Regions from separate parts of the Ovis aries genome. Here region 2 is linked to region 1. A link is a contact called in public Hi-C data. All regions are on one chromosome and are shown on one strand. Each heading gives the region's core, a stretch centred on a gene start, on an enhancer-like site or on the middle of the called end of the contact. The rest is flanking DNA. Distances are from core to core; before and after follow the strand shown.

What was found. Hi-C and Micro-C count contacts between places; a contact is called where the count stands out from the background.
Region 2: a contact with region 1 is called in a Hi-C map of muscle, with 3 times the contacts expected there. The contact joins the promoter of NIPAL3 here to the promoter of SRRM1 in region 1. A contact is called at or near these places in 5 of 16 Hi-C or Micro-C datasets (blood, hypothalamus, liver and 1 more).

What each region holds. Positions count from the first base shown.
Region 1 is chr2:242,034,659-242,041,759 of ARS-UI_Ramb_v3.0, forward strand. It overlaps SRRM1 (serine and arginine repetitive matrix 1), which reads right to left and starts at 2,026. Exons shown (of 17, transcript XM_060410666.1): 1 at 1,972-2,026. The coding sequence starts at 1,992.
Region 2 is chr2:242,246,428-242,253,194 of ARS-UI_Ramb_v3.0, forward strand. It overlaps NIPAL3 (NIPA like domain containing 3), which reads right to left and starts at 1,259. Exons shown (of 11, transcript XM_042244561.1): 1 at 1,155-1,259. STPG1 (sperm tail PG-rich repeat containing 1) reads left to right here and starts at 3,132. Exons shown (of 8, transcript XM_042244565.2): 1 at 3,132-3,189; 2 at 5,991-6,109.

The DNA of each region.
Region 1 (7,101 bases), core at 776-3,275:
TTTGTCATTCCTAATGGCCCAATTAAATACGGAAATAGCTGGCTGTGCTATGAAAACTACCGAATGGTTCACAGAGTTGGCCACTGTCCCTTGGAAAGTGATCAAGAAAATTCTTTCAGGAAGGTAAAGAATGTGGATCAGAACCCCAACTCTGCCACTACGAAAGTCATATGTCCTCAAACTTACTAAACCTCTCCGAGAATGTTTCCTTATTTGCTAAAATCTATTCAATATCTCACAGGGCTGTGTATATCAGAAATTATATACTTAAAGTAACTGGCAGATGGCACTAGTCCAGCAAATGAAAGCTACTATTTCTATCTTACTACCTGAATGGCCGTGTACTAAAAGAATAACCACCCTAAAATCTTTTAACTCAGCTTAAATCCAATCAATCCCTCTAAGGAACTGTGGGCAGTACATATTGTACCCTTCCAAATTTTTACCAACACTAAAAGCAAACCTCGTTTTTAAATTTATCAACCATCTTGCTCTTTTCCTTTAGGAATTCTTTTCCATGGGAAATAATGAAAATATCAAAAGAACAGGCTTATGTTTCAAAATATTACATTAACACTACAAGAAATACTCAGGATTTACTACAAAATACTTTGATATAATTTGCAGTGTGAAACTTTGATAAACTCAACTGAAACTATCATTACATAAATAACTATAGTACTGTTTGCATAACCTAAAAACAGTCATTTACAGTCAACACTGGCTGTGTTGAGTCAAACGCCTGGAATAACACTTCAACATTTAATGAAAAAGTAACACATTTAAAGTCAATTGAAAAGAAATTTCAACGCTGGTTCTGGAGTGTCAAAAGCTTTCTTTACTGAAGTCCCGGTCTTCCCCTCTTTTAACTTTTCCATTACACACACACACACACGCACGCTGCATATTTCATACTCCAGGGAGTGGAAGAGCCAACCTATATTCTGACTTAGATCAACTGGTCTCTACACGGTCCGTTCAGCATTAAAAAGAACCTGCAAACGCTAGATCTCTTAGTGTCACTTGCCAAACCAGGATCTAGATCTCGACTGGGTGCTCATTTCCTACAAAAGTGAAAAAGGGGATGAACAGGCTCCAACACGCGCTCGATAAATTACGGGCCCTGAGGGCTAATTTCGAGGCGGTAACGTCCCTGCTTGCAAGTGATGGGCCCGCAGACCCTTGAGAATCTAGAGGCACCTTTCCTACAGCAGACTTTCAAAAGAGTAAAAAAAACTGGAGAGGTGGGGGGACGGTGAGCGGGAAGGAGAGGAGCAGATCCGTTCCATAATCCCGCCTTCATACACGCGCACTTTTTGTTGCGCTCTCTCCCCGCAGAGTCTCGGATTCAAACGTTTTAAACACAAATTATCCGCGTTCCCTTCCCTGAAAGAGATATCAAATTGGGCGGGAGCTCCCGCGAACTCTGACCCGGAGCCTTCCCGAAGGCTTAGACCCGGGTTGGGGGCGGGGAGGGGGGTCGGCGCCCGCTTTCTCAAGAAAAGCTGCTCAACGTCGCTTCCGGTCCACGCTCTCCCGAGGCGGTACCCCCAAACCCGTCCTCCCCAAGCCCCTTCTGCAGCCAGTCACCTCAGGGTTTCCCTCCGGCCTCCCCCCAAGGACTTCCTCCTCGCGGGCCCACTAGGCCCCAGGGCCCGGCGGGACGCGAGGCTCGGTCTGCAGGCCCCGTCAGGCAGGCCGGGAGGCGAGGTATCGCTCCCTGCCATTCCCGCCGCCATTTTCCGGCGACCGTCGTCGCCACCGCGTAGGGGGGACGATTCCGGAGGAGGAGACTGCGCAGGGGCGCACCGGTCCCCGCCGCAGGGCAGGGGGGAACGTCCGTTGCCACCGAGGATCCTCAGGATCTTCGAAGTCTCTGCTCGCCGGCTACCCCGTCCTGAGCTTAGGCGTCCTGCCGGGCTTTGCAGATAACCCCCCCACCTCACCCCAGGTCCCCGCGTTCCTACTTACGCGGAAGAATCCCGCGTCCATCTTGCTGCCTCGCTCGGAGATCGCTCCCTATCCCAAGGTGCACCGCGCCGCCGCGACGGAGGGCGGGACCGGCAGGGAAAGCCGAGCGCCGGGACGCAGCGCGCGGCGCTCCACCCGCCCCTCCAGCCGACACGAAGCTGCGCCTGCTCAGGAAGATGAGCGCCCGTCACACTTGCGCACGCGCGTTTTGTAAGGCGGGGGACTTGCTACCAGGCTCTGGACCTCCCCATTGGCCGGCCGGTGAGGAGAGCCTCGCGATCTCAGCCAATGGGAGCGTGCGAGAGTCACTGGCTCGCCCTGCCCTGCGAGTCCTTTTGTGGTGCTTGAGTAGCCCCGTTCGCCGAGAGTGAATTGACCCATCCTTCTACCCGTAGTCGGGGAGGCCTCCCGCTTTGGGGGTTCCATGGAGCGTTTCAAGAAAAAGACTGTTACCTCAGAGTGACGCTAGTGAGGCCGCCGTTGCGCAGAGGAAAAGCCTACGGCCTCCCCTCGTTATGAAAGTTGTGATTGTGTTGGTTTTACGAGCTTGCCAGTTACTGACTTCGGCCCTGAAGTAACCGAGCTACGTAGTACGAGTGAAGTTTGCATTTTAGCCCCGCTCCCTCTGCTTGCTCCCGTTTCCGTACAACTCCTTAGCTTTAGGGAGAAGCGGGAACTGTCCTTTAGATGAGTTTCGATTTCGGCTGCCCGGTCCCCACGCTTACGGGCAGGAAGCTGAGGAATGCTCTGAGGAAAGCTGTGGCCCTGGGGGCCTGACGGAGGCCAGGGCGTCGACCTCGCTGGCCCAGCTCTGCCTCTCCAGCCATCTGCTCCGACTGTGAGGACTCCAGCATCGATGTCTTCTGCTACACTTACTCTTTTCCTCTGATAAGCATCTGACCCTTCTCTGACCACCTTTTGTCACTCCTCCAACACACACTCTTACCTCCCTTTGCTGCTTTATGTTCACAGCACTCATCTGCAGACTACATTCACTCTCACTGCTTTAAACACCAGCTCCCTCCCAGCAGCTTCGTAGATTTCCACCTCAGATTTCTCTCCCGAATTTCAAAAGTGTGTTGGCAACGTCCTCCTGGACGTTTCCACTGGGAAGACATCGCCTACTTAACCTGACCCGGAACTGAGCTGCTGGTTCCTCTCCCTCTCTCTCGAACACCCTCCACTCCGCCAAAAACCGACCCTCTCCTCCCGAAGTCGTCCCTGCCTTGGTTGATGACAATTTTGTTTAATAAGAGATAAACACCGGTGTTGTTCTTGACTCCTCTTCCTATATCCCACTTCCAAACCATCAAGAAACTCGCTCTGCTATCATCCTAGTTCAAAACTCCATCATCCTCGGCCTGAACTTCTGCCCTGGTCTAACTGGCCTTCCTGCTTCTACCCTTGTCACTCAGCATCTGTTCTGAATATAGTAGTGAGAGTGGCCCCTTTAAAAAAAAAAACACGTAGAAGTGTGTCCTAAGCTCAAAAACCAATAGCCCCTTGTATTTTCACCTGACATCCCCTTGTTTCTTTGATCTCATCTTCTAGTACCCTAACATAGCTCAATGCTTGAACTTCTTAAGCTAGCTTCTGCCTCAACGTTTTTGCACTGGTTTTAACTTCTGCCTAGAATGTTCTTTCCCCCAGATACCTTACTTGCAAATGTCAAGATTTTTACTCAAGAATTACCTTCTCAATGAGGCTGTCATGACTGCCCCATTGGAAATTAGTCACATACTCCCTCTGCATCCGCGATACCTCCTAATCTACTTTGTTTTTCCCCATAGCATATATCACTTTCTAGTATTTGTTTACCTATGTTTAGTGTGTTTATTTTGTCTGTTCCCCACACTAGAATGTAAGCTCCATAAAGTCAAGGTGTCTGTCTTTTTCGTACACTGATGGTACAGAACAGTGTCTGGCACATGTTAATAGCATAGGCTCGATTTTGTTGAAGGAACAAAAGCTTTGTCAGAGGGTCAAAGATGGGGAAGTGGCTGGTTTCCACAGAACAAGCCAGTTAACTAGATGGGCCTGTGAAATCACAATGCATGTCTTACTGTTCTCTGTGATTCCGATCAGTCATTCTGTTTTATCCTTCCTTAACTGCTTTTGTTCTTTTGCTGCCTATCTTGTACAAGTTGGTTTTCCTTCTGGTTCTGTTATTGACTCTTTTTCTCAAAAAAAGGAGGTGACCTATCTGTCCTCTCTTGGTTTTGATTACCTTTTTGTCTCTCAAACCTACGTATCTTGGATATAGGTCTGCCCCAGACCTGTATTTTCAACTTCCTGCTGACATTTGCTTGATGTCTGTAAGTAGCTCAAACTGAATTCATCTTCCTCGTACTTGTCTCACCCTCTGTTTTCTTATTAATGAATGACACACCCTTCTCCCTGTCATCATTCTTCTCTTCACACTCTACAACCATCAAAACTTGCCTTCTCACCTCAACTTCCTTCTAGCTCCATTGCCTCTTTAGGCAGTTTGGGTTATTGTCTGGCTCATTGCACTAATCCATTGACCATTTTCCCTGCCTTCGGGTTGATGTCTCCATCTTATATACAGAGTGAATTTCTAACATGATAGTCTTGATTCTTTTGCTTCCTTGCTTAAAATTCATCAGTGGCTTCTTGGCTATCCTCCAGATAAAGTCCAAACTAGTTACAGTGTCTCACAAAGCCCTTTACGGTTTGTTTACTGCTTCCTTCTCCAGACTCATTACCTGGGTTAATCAGCTCCCTTTCCCCATCTCTCACTTCTAAACTGCAACCACACTGAGCTACAGGCTCTAGTCTAACTATGAACAAGTTAGGTTTCAAAAGTCAGTTTTGGGTCTGTATGTTGGTAAGCCAAAAGTGACTTAAGAAGTGACTAAAGTGTCGCCTCCTCAGATATGCCTTTCCTGACCAGCCTTGTGGAAAATAGCAGAACCCTCACCACCACCACCACCCCCATCCTACCTTCCTTTATTTTTTCTTTAGATAAGAAAGTCGTCTTCAGCGATCAATGCAAAGAAATAGAGGAAAACAACAGAATGGGAAAGACTAGAGATCTCTTCAAGAAAATTAGAGATACCAAGGGAACATTTCATGCAAAGATGGGCTCGATAAAGGACAGAAATGGTCTGGACCTAACAGAAGCAGAAGATACTAAGAAGAGGTGGCAAGAATACACGGAAGAACTGTACAAAAAAGATCTTCACGACCCAGATAATCATGATGATGTGATCAGTAATCTAGAGCCAGACATCTTGGAATGTGAAGTCAAGTGGGCCTTAGAAAGCATCACTACAAACAAAGCTAGTGGAGGTGGTGGAATTCCAGTTGAGCTGTTTCAAATCCTGCAAGATGATGCTGTGAAAGTGCTACACTCGATATGCCAGCAAATTTGGAAAACTCAGCAGTGGCCACAGGTCTGGAAAACGTCAGTTTTCATTCCAATTCCAAAGAAAGGCAATGCCAAAGAATGCTCAAACTACCGCACAATTGCACTCATCTCACATGCTAGTAAAGTAATGCTCAAAATTCTCCAAGCCAGGCTTCAGCAATACGTGAACCGTGAACTTCCTGATGTTCAAGCTGGTTTTAGAAAAGGCAGAGGAACCAGAGATCAAATTGCCAACATCCCCTGGATCATGGAAAAAGCAGGAGAGGTCCAGAAAAACACCTGTTGCTGCTTTATTGACTATGCCAAAGCCTTTGACTGTATGGATCACAATCAACTGTGGAAAATTCTGAAAGAGATGGGAATACTAGACCACCTAACCTGCCTCTTGAGAAATCTGTATGCAGGTCAGGAAGCAACAGTTAGAACTGGACATGGAACAACAGACTGGTTCCAAATAGGAAAAGGAGTGCGTCAAGGCTGTATTTTGTCACCTTGCTTATTTAACTTCTATGCAGAGTACATCATGAGAAACGCTGGACTGGAAGAAACACAAGCTGGAATCAAGATTGCCGGGAGAAATATCAATAACCTCAGATATGCAGATGACACCACCCTTATGGCAGAAAGTGAAGAGGAGCTAAAAAGTCTCTTGATGAAAGTGAAAGAGGAGAGTGAAAAAGTTGGCTTAAAGCTCAACATTCAGAAAATGAAGATCATGGCATCCGGTCCCATCACTTCATGGGAAATAGATGGGAAACAGTAGAAACAGTGTCAGAGTTTATTTTTTTGGGCTCCAAAATCACTGCAGATGGTGACTGCAGCCATGAAATTAAAAGACACTTACTCCTTGGAAGAAAAGTTATGACCAACCTAGACAGTATATTCAAAAGCAGAGACGTTACTTTGCCGACTAAGGTCCGTCTAGTCAAGGCTATGGTTTTTCCTGTGGTCATGTATGGATGTGAGAGTTGGACTGTGAAGAAGGCTGAGTGCTGAAGAATTGATGCTTTTGAACTGTGATGTTGGAGAAGACTCGAGAGTCCCTTGGACTGCAAGGAGATCCAACCAGTCTATTCTGAAGGAGGTCAACCCTGGGATTTCTTTGGAAGGAATGATGCTAAAGCTGAAGCTCCAGTACTTTGGTCACCTCATGCGAAGAGTTGACTCATTGGAAAAGACTCTGATACTGGGAGGGATTAGGGGCAGGAGGAGAAGGGGACGGCAGAGGATGAGATGGCTGGATGGCATCACGGACTCGATGGACGTGAGTCTGAGTGAACTCTGGGAGTTGGTAATGGACAGGGAGGCCTGGCGTGCTGCAGTTCATGGGGTCGCAAAGAGTCGGACACGACTGAGCGACTGAACTGAACTGAACTGAACTGATAGTACATGACTTTATTATCTATTTTATTTACATGCTTACTGTCTTTGTCCTCCCCCCCCCCCACCTTTTTATTTTTAAAAAAGGAAGCTCTATGAGGGCAAAAATCTTGTTCATCTTGTTCACCATTAAAGCCTTAGTGTCTGGAACAGTATCTAGCACATTCTTGGACATCAATAAAATACTTATTGAATGAATGTATGAGTGAGAGTCTAAGGCTTAGTCACCGAAAGCATTTCTACCAATGAGTGAATCTGGTCTTTGAAATGTAACCATTAATTCTATAAGGAAAAGTCCACATTGAAACTTTGCTGAGACTGAGAAGCCTCCACCCTAGAGGTGCAGTGGAGATACTTCT
Region 2 (6,767 bases), core at 9-2,508, 210 kb after region 1:
GAGAAGCCACAGGATGTGCCAAGCCAGTGATGGGAATCCAGGCCTGCTAACCTTAGGATCAGCTGGTTTCTCCAGGTGGGTTTCTGTATTTGCTTTCCTTCGTGGTGGCTGCAGTTGCTCTTATTTAATTATCTTTTAAAAAGTAGCTTCCCTCTCTGCCTCAGGAGCCCCCAGGCCTCTGAGGCATCAGGGCCCACAAAGATAGAAAACTCCCCCTTCAGCTAGGTAGCATTTTGGACAGAAAGCCTTGGAAGAATTCTGTGCAAGCTGTCTTCCCTTATAAGGCACATATTCTTTGCCTAATGACTTTCTTTTCCAGACTGCAAAACACTTTTCCAGGTCTAACATATGCCCCAGAGGCAAGAAAACCAATTCTGTGTTGCTCACCACCCCTTAAGTTTGAGGCCCACACAGCCATCCATGAGCACGGGGGTCACTGACTCAAAAAGGGAAAGATAAATCCACTAAAGGATGACTTTCACTCCACCCCCTAGTCCTCATCTGAGAATTATTTCACCAACCCACAAAGTAGGTTTCCTAGATTAGAGAACCATCGGTCTTGGCTCCTAAGAGTAGGGTCTGAGTTAGAATTTGGCTCTAAAGAAATAATTCAAACACGCCCTTTCCCACCACCTGCCGGTTCAGCTTCTGGTTGCTGAGTGCCAGTTACAAGCTTTCCCTTTCCTGGGCTTTGGCTCACGAAAGGGTTACACTCTTCAGTCCCCACCCAGTGTGCTGGAAATGACTTCCAGCGGCCAGCACGGACCAGGAATGCGTCCCCCACCCCCACCCCAGCCCTCGTCATGCACCTGCTAACTCCACTGTCTGCTTTCCCTTGGAAGCCCGAACCGGTGTGTACAGGCACAATTGTGACGAAGTCACTCCATTTCGCTTCCTGATTTGGTCAAACCTGGCATCGCCTTTATTAAGGCAAACCCATGGCCCTCTCCTCGATGCGAAATGGAAAAAAAAAAAAAAAAAAAAGGCAGCATTCTGAGCCAACAAGACCCAAACTGACAAGGCTGGTGACAGCAAGAAGGAAGATGTGTATACTGGGGACGTCAGAGGATCACAAATGCCTTGGCTTTTCCTGAAACCGAAGGCTGAATTCAACCCCATCCCCACCCCCGCCTTAAGTCTAAATCACTACTCACCGGCGGCGTTTCCGCTAAGGCCCACCGATCAGAGGTTTCCGAGACAGGACGTGGACTCCTCGAGCAAGCCAGAGGCACAACCCTCCTAAATTCCTTCCCCGTCTCAAGAGATGCAGAGCGGCTGCTGTGTTGTGCTTTCCAAAGCCGCGATTCGATTTGTCAGGCTGCCTGTCAGTCAAAACTGACGGGCATCTGGCGCCGGCGAGTGGCTTCGAGGAGGAGGCGGGAGGGACAGCCCTCGGGCATTGATTGGCTGGACTGCGGAGCTCGCCGGACGCGTAGGGGGGGAGGCGGTGCCCCGCTGGAGCGCCGAGCTCACCTGGCGAGGGCCCCCTCTAGCGGCCACAGGGAGGACGTCGGGCTGGGTCTGGAAGGCTCCAGGTGACTTGCTCACTGCATCGGCCCTTATAGATGGGGAACCTGCCCGGGTGTCCTCCCCACGCCTTTACACTCGGAGCCCTCTCCCGGCTTTGCTCCCGCTGTTCCCCGACCCCACGATCTCACCAGGTATTCAAATCCTACACATCCTTCAAGGCCCGGTTCCCCCTCCCCGCCACAGCCCCGAGGCCATAAAAAAACCTCTCCTTGCCTGTCCTCCTGGAACGCCTGTTGGCAGCACAGTACACCCTCCCGGTAACATCTGCATCTCAGTTCAGTTCAGTCGCTCAGTCGTGTCCGACTCTGCGACCCCATGGACTGCAGCGCGCAAGGCCTCCCTGTCCATCACCAGCTCCCGGAGCCTGTTCAAGCTCATGTCCGTTGAGTCGGTGATGCCATCCAACCATCTCATCTTCTGTCCTCCCCTTCTCCTCCCGCTTCCGATCCTTCCCAGCATCACGGTCTTTTCAAATGAGTCAGTTCTTCTCATCAGGTGGCCAAAGTATTGGAGCTTCAGCTTCAGCATCAGTCCTTCCAATAGCAATACTTAAAAGTCCTCCCATAGCCTAGCACTTGATGAATGCTTCCGTAATGTACCACTGTAATAGTTCTAACTGATTCAAGGATATATTGAACAATATATCCTTCTTATTGAACTGATACATTGTTCACTATATTGAACAACAGTCTAGCCGATATTTTATAAGAACTATAATGGAGTATAACCTTTAAAAATCATGAATCACTATACTGCACACCTGTAATATATCATATAGCAACTATCCTTCAACTAAAAATTAATTTTTTGAAAAATAAAATGTATTTTAAAAAATAATTAACAGGTGCAGGGAGCTTCGCTGTTTCATATTTCATTCCAGATCCTCTCAACAACCCACTGAGTGAGACATCGGGCTCACGCCTGTTTTACGGATGAAGACATGATATTTGGATAGAGACCTCAACTGTGAGATAGAGGCAGTTGTGGTGCAAACCCTGACACCGAGTGAGCTCAGAGAGAACACGGGTCAGCGGAACGAGGTTGACAGAATTGTAACAGCTGCCCAAAGGAAAGCGTGGCAGGTGCGAGATTTTTCTGGGGGCGTGGGAGGGAGGAGCTGAGATCAGAGGGCTGGGGACATGAAGATGTTTGGATTTCACCCTAAGTTTAAAGGGGAGCCCTTGGAGGGTTCTAAGTGGGGGAGTGACAAGATCCCTGATTGGCCTGGACCTGGGCAGCTCCATGGCTGTCCTTGTATGTTGTTGCCCATTATCAGCCTTTTGTCTTTGACTACCAGGGCGTCAGTGAATGTTTGTTCTTTTAGGTTTACTCCTTGAAGCAGGGTTTCTGGGTGAGCAAAATTCTAAGACGTTGCGCCTATCACGAGATTTAGGAGGTTGTCTAGACAAGCCCGTATTAAGTTTCCACGCCCATCCTGACGTAGTTAACCTGAACCCCAAAATTCTGGCCGCTTCCCAGCGGTTTTTGAAATGCCTCTGCTCATTGGCCAACAACTTTTCACGCTAAAGAAACGGAGGATACCATTGGCTCGAGTTCATCAGGAAGCTGGCAGAAGGTGGAAGCTAGAACGCTAGGCTTGTGGTTGCCATAGCGACAAGGAGGCCGGCGGGCCAGATTCAGCCCAGGGGGACAGACGAGGTAGGAAGCCGTCCCTTTTGGGGGACGAATGCTGGGTCGTGGGGAGGAGGACCCGGCGCACAGCATTAGACGTCGACTGAGACCCCCACCTGCCCCGTGCGAAATTCCCATGCCAAGCTAGGTGGTTCCGCGAGAGCCTAAGAACCCACTGTTGGAAGCTCCCCTCCCTGGAGTGTGCCTTCAGAGTCCCCACCTGAAAAGTGGCGATAATAACCAGGGCATGCCTTCCCCGTGGAGCTCCGGTGAGGGGCGTAGGCTACTGATTCACCCACCTCAGTCCAGGCGAATGTACAAACATTTGGGGGCATCTGGCAGCAGGTGGACGGCAAATAGCTAAGTTCTTATCCTGGGTCCACTCCATCTCCTGGGGTGTCCCTCTTCCTTGCTGGGCGCCTTGGTTTACTCATCTGTAACACGAAAGGGTGTGATTGGAATCTAGAGATCACTGGTGGTGGTGGTGGTTTAGTGGCTAGGTCGAGTCCGACTCTTGTGACCCCGTGGACTGTAGCCTGCCAGGCTCCTCTGTCCATTGAATCCTCCAGGCAAGAATACAGGAGCTGGTTGCCATTTCCTTCTCCAAGGGATCTTCCCGACCCAGGAATCGAACCCGGGCACTAGCCAGCTCCTAAAGTTTCTTCCAGCTCTTAGAATCACTTTTCTCAGCTAAAGAAAAATATCAAATGGATTGTTTACCCGAGAGTGCTTAGAAAAATGTAAAATATTTCCAAGATGCACTATAGCATTAAAACTGAATCAATAAAAATCTCATATAGTCAAAACTACTCATGTAAACCCCATAGAATTACCTAAAAGGTAACAGAATATGTGATATATTAGTATATATTGGTATACTTATACCAATACTAATAGTATATATTGTATATACTTTTATATATTGGTATACTTATACCAATATATACCAATAGTATATATTGTATATACTTGCAGTATATATTGGTATACCTGTACAGTAATATACACATTTAAATGTATGAAATATGTAATACTATAAGATAAATGGGGCTTCCCTGGTGGTTCAGACGGAAAGGTTTTTTTTTTAAACAGAGATGGTAGAATTAAAACATGGCTATAGTTGTAGTCATGTGAGTTAAATCTTTAAAGAATGTAGCTCCTGATGGAAAGAGTTGTATTATGAGTACATCTGTATTCATTCTAGGTGAAGAAGTGAAGTGAAAGTTGCTCAGTCATGTCCAACTCTTTATGACCCCATGGGCTATACGGTCCATGGAATTCTCCAGGCCAGAAAACTGGAGTGGGTAACCTTTCCCTTCTTCAGGAGATCTTCCCAACCCAGGAATCGAACCCAGGTCTCCCGCATTGGAGGTGGATTCTTTGCCAGCTGAGCCACAAGGGAAGCCCATTCATTCTAGATAAAATGTGTCTATTCCTAGTATTCATCTATTCATTCAAGCCACAAATATTTATTGATCAATTGCTGTGTGCCAGGAAACAGTCTGAGGATTCAGTGATGAATGTCTTATTGATGAAGATCATAAACAAAAAATATTATATATATAAAATATAAAATATAATGTGGGTAGTGAAAAGTGCTTTGAGAAAAATAAAGCAGACTCAGATGGGGCTAGAGAGACATGGGTGGTGCTTCCCAAGAGAGAGTGGCCAAGGAAGTCATCCCAAAGGCAGTTTGAGGACTGACCCAGATAAATCTGGTGACAGGGTGAGATGGTGCCCAGTATAGCGAAGGGAGGAATCCCCATGTTACAAGTGTTTCGCAGAAGCTGAAGAGGTCCCTCATGGAGAAGACGATTAGTTTTTAAGAGATAGGTTATGACTGCTGCCTTCAAATATCTGAAGAACAGTCTCATAGAACAGTGTCTTTTAACCTTTTTGACTGTGATCCATGGTAAGAAATATATTTTATATTATGACCCAGCATTCATGTAACAAAAACTTCACTAAAGGCTGTTAAGCTGTGACCTACATTTCAAAACTCACCAATGTGGAAGAGGAGTGAAGCTTATTCTGAGCTCATTCAGGCAGGAACTTTCTAGCAATTAGAACTCTTAACAGTGAACTGCCTCAGGAATTTTCAAACTGAGTTCTGGGGAACCCCGGCATCCTGGGAAAATTACATTTTGAAAACGCTATGCAATATCCTAGTTTTTATGAGACCAATCATACACACTCAGGGGTGATCAATGTCAACATTTAGCATGCTAACATTTAATGTGCGCTGCTTTGGAGACTATTAGAGTGGTTCAGAGTAAGCAGAAGTCAGACTTCCGGGTTCAAAGTCTGATTCTACCTCTTACTTGTGGTATGACCTTGAGTAAGTCACATAACCCCTCCCTCTGACCATCAGTTTTCTTATCTGTAAATGGGGATAATACCTCACTGGATTATTTGAAGGATTGTATAAAATATTCTATAAAGGCATCTAGGAGTGTTAGGGCTCAAGAAATGATAGCTATTATTTTAAACTGTTAATATATTATCAATGTGCATATATTAAAACCTAAAGTTAATAAAAGCCTACTGTAGGCCAGGCAGCATTAACTACTTCTTGTGGTTATCATATTTATTTCTCACAAGCATCTTAAGAAGAAGGTACTGTTACCAATCTGTTTATCGAGGAGAAAATGGATTCAAAAGGTCAAGTGACTCATCCAAAATTAGAACTATTAAGTGGCAGAACCCAGGACTATTAACCTTGAACACAGAATGGATACTCTTGATCATTGCACTGGCCCTCACTGGAGAATTGCTTGAGCATATGCTGTTAATTAGGAAGGTGATATGTCTTCATTGCTCTTTCTTAGATTCCAGGCCCATGAGATCCTGTCATGAACAGTTATACGAGCAAGTGCACCAGTGAGGCACACCTGGGCAGTGCTCCGTCCACACCTGGGCTGCACCTGCTCTCATCCTGGCTCCACAGGTATGCAGTAAGGAGGCTGGAAAGCATTATTAATAGTGTTGTCTTTGGGTGGTAGGAATGGATTGTTTTTAAAATCTTTTAAACTTCTTATCTTTCCCAAAACTGGACAATATGCACATATCACCATTGTCATAGGAAGGTTTAATTTTTTCTAATCACCCACAATTATAGCACACTAAAGGTCCGTCTAGTCAAGGCTATGGTTTTTCCTGTGGTCATGTATGGATGTGAGAGTTGGACTGTGAAGAAAGCTGAGTGCCGAAGAATTGATGCTTCTGAAGTGTGGTGTTGGAGAAGACTCTTGAGAGTCCCTTGGACTGCAGGGAGATCCAACCAATCCATTCTAAAGGAGATCAGCCCTGGGATTTCTTTGGAAGGAATGATGCTGAAGCTGAAACTCCAGTACTTTGGCCACCTCACGTGAAGAGTTGACTCATTGGAAAAGACTCTGATGCTGGGAGGGATCAGGGGCAGGAGGAGAAGGGGACAACAGAGGATGAGATGGCTGGATGGCATCACTGACTCAATGGACGTGAGTCTGAGTGAACTCCAGGAGTTGGTGATGGACAGGGAGGCCTGGCGTGCTGCAATTCATGGGATCGCAAAGAGTTGGACACGACTGAGCGACTGAACTGAACTGAACATCATTTATTCCATT